Regions from separate parts of the Sus scrofa genome. Here region 1 is linked to region 2. Evidence: chromatin contacts called from public HiChIP or PLAC-seq data. All regions are on one chromosome and are shown on one strand. The core of a region is the stretch at or near the end of the contact, and the rest is flanking DNA. Distances in the headings are between cores, read along the strand shown. Region 1 holds the start of CEP250 (centrosome-associated protein CEP250). Region 2 holds the start of UQCC (ubiquinol-cytochrome c reductase complex chaperone).

Region 1 (4,864 bases), core at 2,221-4,720, 34 kb before region 2:
TCCAAGACAAGGTCATAAATGGCCTGCTTTCCCTCTAGCTCTGGCTCTCTCCCCACTCTCTCTCTCTCTCTGCTGTGTCCTGAGGACACTCAGGCAGCCCTATGAAGAGGCCCAGGGGTAAGGAACCATCTTGGGAGTAGACCAGCCATCAGTTTGACTGCAGTCTCCTGAGAGATCCTAAGCCTAAGAAACAGCAGTTCAACTTTTGAACTGCTGAACTGCTCCCAGATTTCTGACCCACAACTTTAGAAGACAATCAACGATTGTTGTTTCAAGCTGCCAAATTTAGGGGTAATTCTTTGTATAGCAATAATACACCTAGACAACTGCAAAAGCTTCCACGGTGGTAGCAATACTTCCACATTGCCTCTGAAATTTATTTTTTCTTGGAATAGTCAAGAGTGATTCTTTTAAAACAGTGACAGATTATGCCACTCAGAACCCTCCAGTGGCTAATCAAGAGTTAAAGACAAAATCACTGTATTGGCTTACCAGATCCTAATTGTTTGATCCCAGCTTCTGATTGTTTTAATTCCGTTCCTTACGCCTCTCCCCTTCGCTCATATCCTTCCAGTCACACAGCCCTCCTTGCTGGATGTGTCTGGAACACATTAAGCCATACACTCATCCAGGTCCTCTTCTTCCAATTATCCTCATGATTTACTCCCTTGCCACCTTCAGGTCTCTGTTCAAATGTCACCTTCTCAGTAAGCTGTTCCCTAACCACCCAATATAAAATACCGCCACCCCTCCTCACACTCTACTATTTTCCTATTTACCTTACATACTTTATCTGTCCCTTCCTGAGTATTATGTATAATATATCTCACACAATATACATTTCCCAAGTGCAAGAATACTGTTTTATTGACTGCTGTATTCTCAGCTCCTAAAACAGTGCCTGGTATTATAACTGGTACTCATTAGATATTTGACGAATGAATGAATGAATATTAGACCATTAGGCAACATGAGCTATAACAAACTGACAGTTCTATAACCTTCTAAAAGGTAAAACAAAACAGAAACAAACAAAACCCAGATCATGTAGTTTGTATGGCACACTTCACACAATTATTTGATATCTTCATAAAAAAAAACCCTTTGAGATGAAATTATTGCCTTCATTTTACACAAGAAAACAGGCTCCAAAAAATGTAAGGGATATAACTCAACAGTAGCAGAGCAAAGACTGAACCCCAGTCTGGTTCCAAATTCTATGCCCTCTCCGTTACATTATGCTGTCTCCTAAATCATGAGATATGAAATCACAGCTCTGTGAGGGACACTTTCTAAGTTGTGAAATGATGAGGTCTAAGTCTGCACCTCTCTGACGGAAAAGGACCAAAGAAAGGTAGAGTGTGACTGAAAGGACAGAGGGCCAGCCGCAGAGTCATGAACTCACTGTATATTTGGGGACATCCATTCTTCTTTCCAAGCCTTCTCATGTGCATCGTAATCCTGGCCTCCATAACTCATGGGCCTAATGTAAAAATTCAGCAGACTTTTTTTGTGAGTGTGTCTTTTTAGGGCCGCAACTGAGGCATATAGAGATTCCCAGGCTAGGGGTCGAATCAGAACCTTAGCTGCTGGCCTACACCACAGCCAGAGCAAAGCAGGATCCGAGCTGTGTCTGCAACCTACACCACAGCTCACAGCAACACCGGATCCTTAACTCACTGAGTGAGGCCAGTGATCAAACCTGCGTCCTCATGGATGCTAGTCAGATTCAATTCCATTGAGCCACGGTGGGAACTCCAATTCAACAGACATTTACCAAACCTTAGGGCAATCTAGGGATTATCACATGTTCTGGGGACAGAGAGTCTAGAATTTGTATCCCGGCTCCACCAGCTTAACAGTTGTGGGACTCCAGGAAATTGATCTGAGTGCCTTAGTTTCTTCACGCCTACAGAACCCGCCTTGTGGAATTGCTGTGAGGATTAAATGGGCCTTTATGTGTAATGCATTTAGTGACTATTCAGTAAATGCGAGCTATATTATTATCATCATCACGTGCTAGATCCTGGGAGAGGGATGAAAAGCGGAAGGCATAACGCCCCAACAAGTGCACGGCTGCCAAAGAGGAGCAGGAAAAGTAACTATGCGCAGAGTGCAAAAACCCAGCAGTGAGCTTACGGCGCCTTCAGAAAGCGACGAGGTAAGGTTTCTGAAAAAGTGATACTTAAGTTGGGTCCCGAAGAATGAGAGTTCCAGAGTGGGGCGGCGGGTAGGACCGGACTTTCGGACAGTCACATGCAAAGCCCCAAGGGCAGAGGAAGTCGCGAAATCCTGGGAGCCTGGAGCGGGACGCGCAGGAGAGCGCAGCGCCTTATCCTGACAACCCCAGGGTCGGGAAGCTCCCTTTCTGCAAGGTCTGGAGCCCAGAGCGGTAGCAACAGCAGGACGCGGAGGCCAGGGGCCAGAGCCCCAGAACAGGACCCAGCCTCTTTTGGGCCTCTGAGTTTCTTCTGGGAAACCGGAGGCCGCTGCCCGAATGGGATTCCCAGGAGCACCCTAGTCGCTGGGCCTTGGACCGTTAACACGGGTACCTCCCGCCCGCCCCTGAGGCCCTTCCTCACCACGCTCCGCTCCCGCAGGTTCCCAGGGTGCTCCTCAGCGCGGGAGTCGGTGAAGCTGCAGCTGAGGCCGGGCGGGGGAGGCGGGGCGGGGGCTCACGGAGTGGCTGGGGCGCAGGCCCCGCCCCCCAAACTCCCGCCCTTTCGGAGAGCCCTGCCGCTCCAGCCGGCGCTCCAGAGAGGACTGCATCGCCTTAGGGGCCTCTCGCCATGTTGAGTACTGGCAGCTGTTTTACAAGAGTGGCCCAGAAGAAAAGAAGGGATTATGTTAAGAGACGTTAGATTTCCTCGCCCGAAATGGAGACATCCAGGGTTGCTTATTTGAGCAAAGGAAGTTTCGGTAACAGAAAACACTTGCCCTCAATCGTATCCCTTTTGGCTTCGAGGTTACATACGGCGCATGTGTGTGGTCGCCTCGTTCTAGATGCGCCTGCGCAATGCTCCACTCCCAAACCTGAGTACAATTAACTACGTGCTGAAGGAAACTGGCTCCTGGTCGCGGCAAAACTCAGCTTCAATCTCCGAAACTCCAAGTAGCTTCAGGCTACTCAACATTCATAATATAATTACTTAATGTCATTTGAATACACTTTGCACCGGAGACTGCCTGAATGTCCTGCATCCCACTGGAGAGCTACAGTTTATATAATTTTCTGAATAAGCCTGACTCTCTCTAGAGGACTCTAGAGCGTGTTTTGCACATGGATTATCAATGCACTTTTTTAGAGCTGTAAATTTTATTTACCTGCCATTCTTTTCCACTCCTTGGTTCTCAAATTTTAGTTGGAGAGTCTCTTGTGCAGCGGTTTAAGGATTTGTCGTTGTCACTGCAGTCGCTTAAGTTGCTGCTTTGGCCCGGTTTCTATCCCTGGTCCAATAACTTCCATATGCCCTGGGTGCGGCCAAAAAAATAAATAAAAATTAAAAAATAAAATTTGAGTTGGGGTGTTCCCGTAGTGGCTCAGAGGTAAAGAACCTGACTGGTATCTACGAGGATGCGGGTTTGATTCCTGGCCTCGATCAGTGGGTTAAGTGTCCCGCGTTGCCCTGAGCTGTGGTGTACCTCGACAACGCGGCTGGGACCCCCCCCAAAAAAAAGACAAAAAAATTGGGATTAAAAAACAATAACGGGTATTTCTTAAAATGTAGAGTTTTTTTGTTTGTTTTTTGTCTTTTTAGGGCCACACCCGTGGCATATGGGGTTTCCAGGCTGGGGGTCGAATTGGAGCTGTAGCTGCCAGCCTACACCCACAGCCACAGACACACTGGATCAGAGCCTCCTCTGCAACTGATCCCACAGTTAATGGTAACACTGGATCCTTAACCCACTGAGCAAGGCCAGGGATCAAACCTGAGTCTTCGTGGATACTAGTTGGGTTTGTTAACCACTGAGCCACAACAGGAACTCCAAAATGTAGACTTTTGGATTCCACCCATGGAGAGTCAGTAAACCAGGCATGGAGCCCAGGAATGTGTCTTCCAGCAAATACCCTGAGTGATTATGATGCATTGGGAACACATTTTGAGAAGCATAGCATAAGTTTGTGTATCTCTAGCACCCAGCACAAAGGCTGGTACAAAATAGGTGCTCAGTAAGTGCTGAGTGAACGGATGGATTGATGGGTAGTAGGAGTGAAACAGGCAATGCACAGCCAAAGGGAACCTGAGAAGGGAGCACTTCAATAAGAGCTATATTGTATCTTTTCTCCTAAAAGAACAAAAGTTCTTTCTTTGGGGGGGGGTCTTTTGAGGGCCCCACTCACCCCTGCATGTGAAGTTTCCCAGTCTAGGGGTCTAATCTGATCCCTAACCCACTGAGCGAGGCCAGAGATCAAACCCACAACCTCATGGTTCCTAGTCGGATTCGTTGCTGCTGTGCCACAGCAGGAACTCCCAAAATAAATTCTTAATAGTTACCTTGAGGGAAAAAAAAAATAGTAAGTTGGCAGGGAGGGAGGACAATGAATCTGAAAAGCAAACTATCTTGAAAGAGAAGAAAAAACATCCAGGACATTGGACAGAGAAAAAAGATACAAAGACTCAGTTGTGTGGGAATCCACCCCAAGAAGATGGTCCCCTGACAGGTTGTGTGCAAGAATAGTCACTGCAGTATTTGGAATGTTACCCACACCAACCTCAGGGCTTTTGCAGATGCTTTGCCATCTCCTAGGCCAGTTTTGCCAGAGCTCTTGGATTAGCTGATAACTTCCTCTCTTTCAGGTCTCAAATCAGTTAGGTCTTCCCTGACCATGCTATTTACAGTAATACCCTATCATTTTCTATCA
Region 2 (5,105 bases), core at 2,438-4,937:
CCGGGGATTGAACCCACATCCTCATGGATACTAATAGGGTTCTCAACCTGCTGAGCCATGACAGGAACTCCTGGAACATGCTAAATTTTAGAAGAGAGTATAATCATATCATCTTTTAATTTAAAATTAATGAAATTTATGACTTCAATTAGATCCTCTATATTTCACTGGCCCCCTTTTCTTTTCCTTTTTTTTTTTTTTGGCTGCACCTGAAGCATATGGAAGTTCCCAGGCCAGGGATGGAATCCGAACGACAGCTGCAACTTATGTCACAGCTGTGGCAATGCTGAATCTGGCCTTCTTCTTTATTCTCCATTAAATGTTAAACTTTATTCTCTCTTCTAAGCTACACTCTTATACCATCTACATTCCTCTGAGAAGAAAAACTTTCCCACTTAGTTAATAGAGAAAATAGAGGGGGTTCCTGTTGAGGCTCAGGGGAAATGAATATGACTAGCATCCATTAGGACGCAGGTTTGATCCCTGGCCTTACTCAGTGGGTTAAGGATCTGGTGTTGCCATGAGCTGTGGTGTAGGTCACAGACATGCTCGGATCCTGCATTGCTGTGGCTGTGTCATAGGCTAGCAGGTATAGCTCTGATTTAACCCCTAGCCTGGGCACCTGCGAATGCAGCCCTAAAGAGACAAAAAACAAAACAAAACAAAACAAAACAAACAAACCAAAAAAAAAAACCACTCGAAAAAAAATTGGGTATCAATCTTTTCAATCTTTTTTCTCCCCCATCTTGGTTCATCATCTCTTGTGTTAATTATTTCCCTGGTCTTAAATTTGAATAGTTTTTGTATCAAACTTGCTTCCTTTTTTTTTTTTTTTCTTTTTTTTGGGCTGTATTTGTGGCCCAATTCCTGGGACCGGGATCGATTCCTTGATGCAATTGTGACCTGAGCCACAGCTGTAGCAATGCTGAATCCTTGACCTGCTGCACCGCAAGGGAACTTCTGTATTTGCTTTTGAATCATTAACAAGAATGTTGCTGTTATCCCTTTTTAATGTATGATGCCTCTTGTCCCAACTTATGTGTAGGAGCACTACAGCATTGTTTTTCAATACTGCACTTATAAGCTGTCCACTTGAGTGGGAGAAAGCAACTTATTTTGGCTTATAAAATTCTTCATATGGAAGATGAATGAGGGAAATCTTTAATTTTCTGTATAAAGACCAAACTAAATCTATATATTAAAATCATGAATATCAGGAGACCATCAGTCTACTAATTGGTCTTCCATTTTCACGTCACCTTCTTTGATCCATTCTATATATAGTAGTCAAAGTTCATGTCTTAAACATGAACCAGTTAGCCCTCCCTTGATTAATGTCCTCCGATGGCTTCCTACAATACTTAGAAAAAATAAGTAAATCTAGACATCATCTAGAAGTCCTCACAAAATTTAGTCTCTGCCTATCCATCTTACTGATCTCTTTAAATTAAGATTAATTTCTTTTATTTTTTTTTGTCTTTTAAGGCTGCACCCATGGCATATGGAGGTTCCCAGGCTAGGGATCAAATTAAAGCTGTAGGGAGTTCCTGTTGCGGCTCAGTGGTTAATGAACCTGGCTAGCATCCATGACGATGCGAGTTTGATCCCTGGCCTTGCTCAGTGGGTTGAGGATCCAGTGTTGCCGTGAGCTGTGGTGTAGGTTGCAGACAGGGCTTGGATCCCAAGTTGCTGTGGCTCTGGCTTTGGCATAGGCTGGCGGCCACAGCTCTGATTGGACCCCTGACCTGGAAACCTCCATATGCCGTGGGTGCGGCCCTAAAAAAAGAAAAAAAAAAAAAATCAGAGCTGTAGCCGCTGACCTATGTCACAGCAACAGCAACGAGGGATCCAAGCCAAGTCTGCAACCTATACCACAGCTCACTGCACTGCTGGATCCTGAACCCACTGAGTGAGGCTCATGGATGCTGGTTGGGTTCCTTAACTGCTGAGCCATGATAGGAACTCAAAGTAAGATTAATTTCAAGGTCACACAGTTCCTCTTTGGATTCTTAAAACAAAGCTTTGTTTTTCTCATCTCAGGACTCTTGTCCTGGAATCTTCTTTTCCCTCTCTCCTTCCAGTATTTGCTGATAGATAAACACGTTCAGAAACACTTTCCTATGGCTAGCTCTTCTTGTCCTTTGTATCTCAATTTAGATGTCACCTCCTCAGAGAGGCCTTACCTGGCTTTTTAGGCCTGCAGCCACAGCATATGGAGGTTTCCCAGGCTAGGGTCTAATTGGAGCTACAACTGCCAGTCTATGCCACAGCCACAGCAGTGCACAATCTGAGCAGCATCTGTGACCTACACAGCCGACGGCAAGGCCAGATCCTTAACCCACTGAGCGAGGCCAGGGATGGAACCCGAAACCTCATGGTTCCTAGTCGGATTCGTTAACCACTGAGCCACAAGGGGAACTCCCCCCATGTTATTCTTTAGTTTAGCTCTTTGTTGTTTCCGTCGTAGCACTTACCACATTTTAAAATTATTTTATTTTTTTCATTGGCTTACCGGAATTTTGTGTGCCCAGCACTCTATGAACTTCCGGAAGCCAATATCCACACCCGTCTTATGTCCAGCACATAGTGGACTTTCAATAGGCTATGCTGACTGAATGAAAAGGAAGTCTTGGGGAGAGGGAGGGAGTGGGATGGACTGGGAATTTGGGGTTAATTGTTGCAAACTATTGCCTTTGGAATGGATAAGCAATGAGATCCTGCTGTGTAGCACTGGAAACTATATCCAGTCACTTTTGATGGGGCATGATAATATGAGAAAAAAGAATGTATATATGTATGTGTAACTGGGTCACCTTGCTGTACAGTAGAAAATTGACAGAACACTGTAAACCAGGTATAATACAAAAAAATAAAAATCATTAAAAAGAGCCCTCCCCCCCAAAGGAAGTCTTTCAACATCTTGCCTTTCTGCTCCCAGTTACCCCAGAAGCACTGACAACCCTCTCTCCTCTACTGCTCTTGGGATGCAATGATCCCAAGGCCTCTAGCCAAGGCCATTTGCTCCTGAGACCTCCTGTGGAAACTCCCTGCGCCCTTGAGTCTTTCTTTTGTATCCTCATCTTCATACTAATGTTCTTGTTCTATCAATACTCAAAGATGCCCCCAATCACAACCGACCAACCAGAAACTCCTGAAGTTCCTTCTTCAGGTCTCGGGTCAGCATGTGACCGCCCTTTACCCCTGACTTTCAGGACTCCTCTGTGTCCTGTGTTCTTCCTCTGGCGCAGGCTCCTAGCAGGGAGCCCTTAAATCCTGGGATTTCCCCAAGATCCTGTTTTTTTCAGCCGCCAGTGAAAAGGGGGGAAATCGTGGGTATAGTCTTGGGGAACAGGGACTCCGACAAGGCGGTGCTGAGGATTGAGACTGGATGAAGTGTGGGGTTAAGGAGTGAACTATGAAAAGCCCGCAGCAGAGGGTTGTGCGTACATAATTTAAGCCTCTGTGACGTGTCCGACAGAGATTTCAGCGGGGGACGCGCGCGCAGGTTCTGACGGTCGGCCGCGCTCGGGTGCCCTGCCTCCTCCTGCAAGCGGGGAAAGCGCGCGCTCGAGTGCGCAGAGCCCTCTGTGCGCCTGCGCTGCCCTTGTCCTGCACGCGCCGGCGAAAAGGCAAACTAGTGAAGGGGTGGCGGCAGCTGGGACTCCGGAAGCCCACCCTTCACCCGGAAATGGTTGTCGAGAAACATGGCGTTGCTGGTGCGAGTCCTTGTGAGTGAAGGAGTTATTTTGCGCTGCCGCCTTCCGGGCCCCGGGGTTGGAGTCGGAGAGGGCCGGGCGAGAGCAAGTAGATGGAAATGCAGGCGCGGATCCTGTGCCGTAGCGAGAATGCGCGGCCGCCTGTCTTCGGGGAAACTGAGGCAGCTTCCCATCTCCCACTACCATTGGTTCGGCCGTGGCTTTCCCCTCTTTGGAGAAGGGCGAGGAGTGACCTCGGACCTAAATTTGTTCAAGTTTGCTTTTCTTCGGTCACCACCTGTGGCGGCTTCCCCTCAGGGAGAGAGGCAGCGCGTGGGGCACTGACTGGAGTTTTGGGAGACCTGGGTTCTAGTTCCTATTCTGTCACTAATGCACAGGATGACCTTGGGCAAGTAACTTTTTGACATCAGAGTCGCCATGGGCAAAACAAGGACGTAAATGTGCAGGTCCTTCGGATTCTGAGGTTCTCTGGGTTTGTTTCAGAGATCGGGTATCTAGCACTTTACCGTACAGTTAAGTGGAATACTATTAGAAACTATTGGATTGAGAACTGGGGTCATATCTGCCGTTTTTACTTTGCCTAGCATAGTGTCTGGCACATCTAGATGTTCCGTAAAATATTTGTTGCAGGAATAAACGATATAAGTGAGGAAGGCTCCACTAATTAACACCCATATGGGAAGGTACTGCACTTCTTGAGATTCAGTCATGATCCTTCTAGCAGATTGTGACTTATAAGAATTAAAGAGAACGAAAGAGGCAACAGAAAAAAGGACATTACAGAGTTTGGTTCCTAATCATGGAGGGATGGGAAGGTTTATAATTTTATCAAGTCTTTCAAAAACTGGGTCAAGGACATTTTTTTTTTATAGCAGTCACTGACTAGTCCTGCCTGTAGCTATCTTTTGAGTTGTGATATTAGAAACTTTTATTTTAAATGTTTTTATGTATGGTTTGCATAGATATAAGATTTTACTTCTTGTATTCCTTGTCAGCCTAGCACAGTGCAGAGCCCTCTATTGTTGCTTAGTAAATGTATGAAGAGTAGCTCCTGACATCTATGGAAAGATTCCACTTGGCGGAAGTGGTTGTGGATGCCAGGGCAGAAATTGATTCAGATCTGAGGACTGCTGAGAAAATGGCAGATAGGATGTCCTGAGTGTTTTTAAGATGGGTATATGGGTGGGAAAGATGAGAATTTTATTGGGCTATAGGCCTGAAATGAATACATTGATTCATCTTGGAAGTTTGTGGGTGCCCCAGCTATCTTAAATCTTTTTGCTATTCAGCATGTGGAGGGTTGTAGGTTCATTTCTTCCTAGGTGGTAGCATCCATAGAAACCTCTTCTCTAATTGTCTTCTATTAGTTGAATTTTTAATTTTTCTTCT

The links. HiChIP or PLAC-seq counts read pairs in DNA pulled down with a chosen protein or histone mark.
Region 1: an H3K27ac HiChIP or PLAC-seq map of alveolar macrophages shows a contact between it and region 2. The contact joins the promoter of CEP250 here to the promoter of UQCC in region 2. A contact is called at or near these places in 2 of 2 datasets of contacts at active chromatin or transcription factors (alveolar macrophages and skeletal muscle).

What each region holds. Positions count from the first base shown.
Region 1 is chr17:38,808,330-38,813,193 of Sscrofa11.1, reverse strand. It overlaps CEP250 (centrosome-associated protein CEP250), which reads right to left and starts at 3,470. Exons shown (of 34, transcript XM_013985307.2): 1 at 2,583-3,470; 2 at 1,406-1,483.
Region 2 is chr17:38,773,824-38,778,928 of Sscrofa11.1, reverse strand. It overlaps UQCC (ubiquinol-cytochrome c reductase complex chaperone), which reads left to right and starts at 3,687. Exons shown (of 10, transcript NM_001172364.2): 1 at 3,687-3,728. The coding sequence starts at 3,705. It also overlaps the pseudogene LOC100523162.